2 separate regions of the Rattus norvegicus genome follow, and region 2 is linked to region 1. A link is a contact called in public Hi-C data. All regions are on one chromosome and are shown on one strand. Each heading gives the region's core, a stretch centred on a gene start, on an enhancer-like site or on the middle of the called end of the contact. The rest is flanking DNA. Distances are from core to core; before and after follow the strand shown.

What was found. A called contact is a pair of places that touch in the nucleus more often than the background predicts.
Region 2: a contact with region 1 is called in a Hi-C map of Schwann cells, with 3 times the contacts expected there. The contact joins the promoter of Pdlim5 here to the enhancer-like site in region 1. A contact is called at or near these places in 4 of 12 Hi-C or Micro-C datasets (the Rat2 cell line, Schwann cells, liver and 1 more) and 1 of 1 datasets of contacts at active chromatin or transcription factors (oligodendrocytes).

Annotation. Positions count from the first base shown.
Region 1 is chr2:233,707,215-233,710,651 of GRCr8, reverse strand. The region is part of intron 3 of Pdlim5 (PDZ and LIM domain 5); the gene reads left to right. Among named protein-coding and RNA genes, the nearest start is that of Pdlim5, 85 kb to the left of the region's middle. Within about 2 kb of position 1,646, at least 53 of the 93 cell types and tissues checked have an H3K27ac peak or open chromatin away from gene starts, as enhancers often do. A contact at or near this core is called in Schwann cells, where this site is marked.
Region 2 is chr2:233,791,732-233,795,168 of GRCr8, reverse strand. Pdlim5 (PDZ and LIM domain 5) reads left to right here and starts at 1,693. Exons shown (of 13, transcript NM_053326.1): 1 at 1,693-1,725.

The DNA of each region.
Region 1 (3,437 bases), core at 397-2,896:
GCTTTCTTTCTGAAAATTTGAGTACTATAGTGTGTCAAAGATCCTTAATTCACTCTTGAGCTCATAGTAATGCTGACTTTAATATTCATACTTAGCCTTTTAAAATTTAGCCTGCTAACTACTAACCTTGGCTTCTTTCTATCTTGGTAAAATAAGAAAACCATTAGGTTTGAGAGCTTAGCTGAATTAACTTCCTCCTTCCCTTCTCCTTACCTTTCTCCCATCCATCCATCCATCTATCCACCCATCCGTCCATCCTTCCATCCATCCATCCATCCATCCATCCATCCATCCATCCATCCATCCATCCATCTGTCCGTCCATCCACCCACCCATCAGCTCTTTAGCTTGACTTATAACTGGTTGGTTAAAATTGACCTCAAATCTTTATCAACTGCTATCATCACTTCACAAGGAAAAGTGCAGCAAGTGATCTCAATAGAAGCAGTTACTGGGAGATAGCTTCCTGTCCTTGCTAGCTCAGAGCCACGCCCGATTTCCAGCTATGTGCAGGCACCAGGACAGGGCCCTAGATATATGGCCAGAGCAGTTGCCATGTACTTGCTCCCTCCTTTTTTGTCTGTGCATAGATATTCCATCCACATTTGTGCTCCTAGGACTGAGCAATGTGTTTTACTTACTGTAGTCAAGAAAGATGTGGAGAGGGAGTGAAAGCATTAGCACAGCACATGTGAGGAGAGAGTTTGACAAATTGAGGGTTTTTGTGTTTGATACATAACTACGTTGTGCTTTTATTTATAGGAGATATTCTCAAGTAATTTAGAAGAGGCCTGGGAAGCATGACCACAAGTGTTCAGTGCTCAGGGTGTGAGGGCAGGGAAGTACAGGGGGCTCTGTAAGAGGCATCCATTTGCACCCTTGCATGTTTGCTTTCTTTCAAGTTTGGACTTGCTTTGTTATTATAAATTGACATCTCCGTAATTACAGTGATTAATGGTGTGCCTTAGTGTTTATAGGTCCTAAGGTCAGGAGGTCTAAAGATGGCTATGCTGTGGGAAATTTAGAGCTAACTTCATAAAAGATGAACCGGATCCCACCTCCTTTCTGTGTGGCTGTTTATGAGTTAAGTGCTAAACGGGGTTGAAGGAGACACACAGCTAACCAAAAATAATGTAAATTAATTTTTATCCAAATAGTTCTGTTGCCTGATTCCTTGTTCTTAAACATTATCATGGAAGTTTCCGGGCTCCTTTTTAAAATAAAAGCTACTTGGTTTTGTAGAGCACTGTTGGAAAATGCACCATGTAAACCCATGGTTTAAATATCAGCCATTGACAGAGTTGCGTTTTACATGATTCTTTTGAATCTAATTCATGACTGAATGATGTCTAGTTTAGGATCATTGTTTTATAGTCTTCATTCTAACTAGAACATCACAGTTCTAGATTTTCATAGGTCTCTTATAGCTAAAGTCCTTTCAGCTCTTAAGCTGGAAGCCCTGAAACTGGTTATATCCGTTCAGGGGTTTCTCTTTCAGATACTGCTTTTATTAAAAAGAAAACAGGCAACTTTCAAAAGCCTGTTGTGGCCACAGGGACAGCTTTGTCCTTTGCACTCCCTGTGCTGGGGATAGCTGAGCTCAGGCAGTGCTGTCTCACCATGCAGCTTACGCTTGTCAGGGCTTCCTACTAAGAAGAGACAACAATAAGCCAATTGTTGGGCCATGGCACCAGGCCATTGCCAGGCTCTCAGCAGACTGGAAACTCACCCTGAGCAGGAGGGACTCACGGTCCCTGCTGTCCAAAGGGAGAGGCAGTATTTTATGGTTTGCTTCTTAGTCCTTATACTACAGTTCCTAAATATTCATTTGTTTAAACGTCTTAAATTTACTCCTTTCCAGGTAATCTGTGACAGTGCTAAAAGAGAAAATGCTTACTGCCTGTTAAACTTAAGGAAAATAATTATAACAAATTTAAGTTTGGCAAATAATTTTTCATATTCATATGTTAGGGCTTTCTCCACAGACAATACTGAATACATATATTCATAGATATACTTGATAAAGGAAATAGAATCTACTTCTCTAAACGTGGTTATATTATGCTTCATATAAATATCCTTGGTATTTTATTAAACAAAGTTTAAGAGAGCACTAGTGAGTCAAGAAAGATAATTTGTATAGCAAATTTTTTTTAGATTATACATTATAAAGTTTTATGATTAAATATTAAAATAATTCTTTCCCTTAATTTTATCTACTACTCCTGGAAACTTAAGTAAACATTTCAGACATTGCAAAGATCTGTTCATTCTTTAAATATTTATTTTAAATGATGTTTCCCAAGCCTTATCCTCAGCTCTGCTCTTGAGAATTATTCCTAAATAACAAGCAGCCTTTCAAATATGTGTGTATGGGAATTTATAGTATTTTAAATATTTTAAGACTTGAGATGATGGATAACTTGGGCCTTCATTTTTTTCCACATATATTTCATAATAGAAGGCTTTATTTCCATTTTTACAAGATAGTTTACTATGAAATAAACTTTGAGAAAGTTTTTCTTATTATAAAAACCACATTCATTGTATATTTAGGGAAGGGGTACTCAAAAGAGACAAAATAAGTATCATTTAAATGGAAGCTTTCCTAAAGTGTTGCTAATAATATTGGTGTATTTTAGGTACATCACTAACACTGTAAGCATTTTCTCATACAGCACCAAAATGAAAATTGTTTTGAGATGGATTTTAGGGGTAAAAAAAGAAACTTTATTTACTTGAAAGGCAAAGTAAAGCATATTAATAGAACCATTTTAACAGAACATTTCAAACCTCTGCTGAAAATTTGAACTTCAATAAATACTCAGATGTCACATGATACTAAGGATATAAGAACTATAAGAATATGTTGGCATATAAGAAAACTTTTCTGGGAATTAAATAATTGTATTGGTCATTTTGTGCTTAGTGTTTAAAACAAGGAAGCTGACTTTTATTGCACTCCGTGGTATATCAGCTGTTTCATTTGGCTTATAATTATACACTGATCTATTTTTCCACACAGTAAGATGTTTGTGTAGTGGACCCACCCTGGGATTTTGAGGACACGTTGCCAGCATTCCTAAAAGACTTATCTTACTTCTTCTGAAGCCTTGTTAAAAGGCAAATAGGGTGTGTTCTGAATTTTTTTCTGTAAGTTCAATTTTTTTCCAAATACTAAATTTATAGAGCTTTCAGTTAATAACGTATGCATATCAGCATTCATTCTGAAGCTGATAAGTTGTGGGAGAACAAAATTAACAACGATATAGTTCTATAGCTTGTGTTGCTAGCACTACTTAAATTTGAGGGAACTCTATAAAAACGAAGGGATTTGTTTTCATATATGCAGGGTATCTATATTGTTGAGTGTGGCAGCCTGGTAACCATTCAGAGAGTTTTGCTCGCTCGTTGTGATGCCGAGGATTGGACCCAGG
Region 2 (3,437 bases), core at 444-2,943, 84 kb before region 1:
TAATGAAATGGCCTTGATCTAGTTCAATTTTACTGTGTCAGCAACCAAGCAGAGGAGGAGGTGAAGAGATGAACTCTTATAAGGTTACACCAGCGACTGGCTTGTCACAAGTGGCATTGTGTATCACATGTTATAGAATCTGTTGCAACTTTAAATTTTTTAAACATTGTAAATAAGGTTGTCATCCATCTCATGGAGGCAATTGTTAAGGCTTACTATTTGATTTGCATGGGGTACTTGTTTCCATGTAGCCATTTTTAACAGTTTCCTTTTGGATGAGCTGTGAAACATAACCCTAAAACACACTAAACCTACCTCACACTGGAAAAATCTTCCCTGCAAACTAGTTTCCTTTTTAGAATGTAGTACAATCAAAAACTGTCCAACAAAATAGGCAAGTCACATCCTAGTATATACATTAAAACAGGAAAATAAATTTTAACAATGTTGTAAATAAGCAGATAATATCAACATGTAATCAACATACTTATTTTTTAAATTCACAAAGTTTAAAAAAACCCGGTACATTTATGTCAAGTTGGCCACAGTACAGTGAAATGTAGTCCTAATGAAACTTATAGTTATTAGAAATCCTATCCTATTCATATGTATAAATTTAGATTCATAAGGATAATATAAAAGGTTTTTACAGTGAGCTAAATTTTAACTCTAAAAAAAAAATCTCCTGGGTTCGGTCCCCAGCTCTGAAAAAAAAGAACCAAAAAAAAATCTCAGTATCAACATTTCCAATGATAAATAGTCACTCCTGGCCAGTGGCTACTATTTCAACAGCTTTGGACCTACTCTAGAATTTTGCTTGCACCTCTAGGGCAGACTTTGTACCTCTAGAGGGACCTCTGTTGAGGTTTATTTTTGTTTGCTACGCCACTTGGTTAACACTTGTGCTTTTAGTATTTTAAAAGCCAATTCAAAGAGTTAGAGAAAACTGCACGTTTCTTTTGGAATGTTCACTAAACTTTACCAAAGTTTGCTTGTGAATAAAAATTCTTTGGGCAAAATCAAACAACTTTACAGAAGTAGGTAAACGTGCTGTTGATTTGGAATTAGAAAAGTAAGCCGAGGATCGGTGGCTGAATCACTTTGCCTACTGCTTTGTGTGGCTGTCTTTTAGCTTGACGACAGATTTAACTTCTGCATATTAGGGTTAGCGATTTTCACCTTCCTGACAAGCAAACTTCAGAGTTTGCACTTCTCGAGAGTATACAGAGGTCTTTCACAAAAGCAGGCGGTAGTCGCTGAACTCGCTCCGACAGACAGAGATTTAGCTAAAGCCCTTTTCTATTTTTAGCCAGACCAACTGCGGGTCAATTCAAGTTTCTGCGGGAGTGAAAAGCGCCTAAATACAAAACAGAGAAGCGGAAGGCTAGATCTTTGCCGGGTACCACTCCAAGACTACACCCCGGAGACTACGCCCACCGAAACTCCACTCGGGGAATTGTTTTTGAGGCGGCTACAGCCGGCCCCAGCAAGTCCCCGCGTACAACCCGGAGACTCCATTGCCTTCAAAGCCAGCAGCAGTGCGGCCCCGCCCAGCCCGGACCAGGGGGTGTGGCCATCAGAGAAGGGGCGTGCCCAGCCTTGGGCGCGGGGCGGGTCGAGCGCGGAGGCGGAAGTTCCCCACCGGCTTGAGAGGGACGGCGCAGGCACCGCGAGCCACTTGTCAGCGCTGGTCTGAGGCGGAGGGTGCGCCGCGCGGGTCCGGAGGTGAGTGACCGCGGGCGGCGGCGGAGCACGTCCTCCTCCGCGATGGGAGAAACGGGTGACGGGGTGCGGCGCGTGGAGGGGCGCAGGACGGGAGGAGGACGGGGTGCGCGTTTCCTCAGAGCCGCGGCTCCTCAGGTGCTCCCGGTGCGCGCGGAGGTGTGAGAAGTGCGGGGCAGGGCGGCGCGCCGCGGGTCAGCGTCCAGAGCCGGGACTCTCCGGGACCGGCGCTCGGGAGAGCCGGACGCACCAGGGGGCGCCCGCGGAGCCCGACCGCGGGGGGCGAAGGGCAGCACCTCGGCCTGGGGCGCGCCAGCCCCCTGGGAGGCTCTGGCGAGCGGAGAATGTGCGCCTGCACGGGAAAGCGGCGCTATTTTGTTTGCTGGCTCCCGGGCTACGGAGAAGCGTTTATTTTCTCCTCCGTGAAATATTTGCCGTTGTGTAACCTGTTAGGGTTACAGGTCGGTGCGTCTAGAATGAAAGGCCACTTAGATCGGTCGCGGTCGCCAGTTTTATGAAACTGGTGGACTTTTTGGGGCTTTGGCCAGATTGTGCTTCAGCGGCGTTTGACAATGAGTGGAAAAAGGAAGGGCGTATGGACTGGGCAGAACTTGGAAAGAAAATTCGTGACTGGGCTGGGCAGGTCTAGGGTGTGATCGCCGGATCCTATCCCAGGTCCGCCTTCTTGACCCGAGGACGTCTGAACCCGCCTGCTACGGAAACTGCTAGCTGGGGAACCTTATTTGGCCAACTTGGCTAGGCGTGAACCCTAGCTGGGAAACGTCTCATCCTCTTTCATCCTAAGCCTTAGCTCTTTAGTCCGCCCACCATTCTATCTCAGGAGGAGAGAAAGAATCTCTAGGTAGTCTTAATTGAAGGGCTTACCACTCACCACAGTAGGTCTGCCCCGTTACGCACACCAAAGAAGCTGACACTGAAGTGTGGGAAACCACTTTTAGCGTCCCTCACCAGCAGTAGATGGAAGGCATTATTTAGACTGCCCCTAAAAGAAAATCCAAAACTCTACAGAAATTCCAACGTTTTTTACATGTTTGAAAGCAGAATAAGCTGTTATTTCCTGCCTGCTTGGTTGGTATTTTAGCGTTTGGGCACTAATAACCACATGGGGGAGACTTGGAAAAGGCCAATGACAATTCTGCCCTTGCTTAAGGATCAGAATATTTTAAGACAAATGAATTCCAAGTGAAGCTAGCGGAAAGGGAGTTTAGGGAAGAGACTGGTGTTGCGGTTTGGCTGACTTGACTAGTACTAGAAATGTTAATAACAAATGGGAGAAATCAGGAAGGGAGTCCCTAAGAAAAGGGAAGTTACATGGATGTGGGCTGATACCCACATTCTCTCCTAGGGAAAAATGGAGCCAGAGTGCGTTTAGCGTAACTTTCACATTCTTCCCTTGACACAGTTAAAGATTAAGAGACGACAGTGGCCTGGGAACTATCAGTTGGTTTACTGATTTATTTGTACTGTATGGCACGATCAAGACTGCCTCTACTGGTCTTGGGGAGATCCTGCTCCAGCTTGTTATTAACTCCCTAGCATTTAGTTTTCACCTGCCCGTTGGCTTCCTGTGGGTCTTTTTCTATAGCCACTGCTTACTACTGCGGTACGGAAGTAACGCTACAACACAATAGTTCGGCACTACCATTCCACCTTAAAAGATTTGCAGTGCACAATATCCCGGAACTAGATTTCCT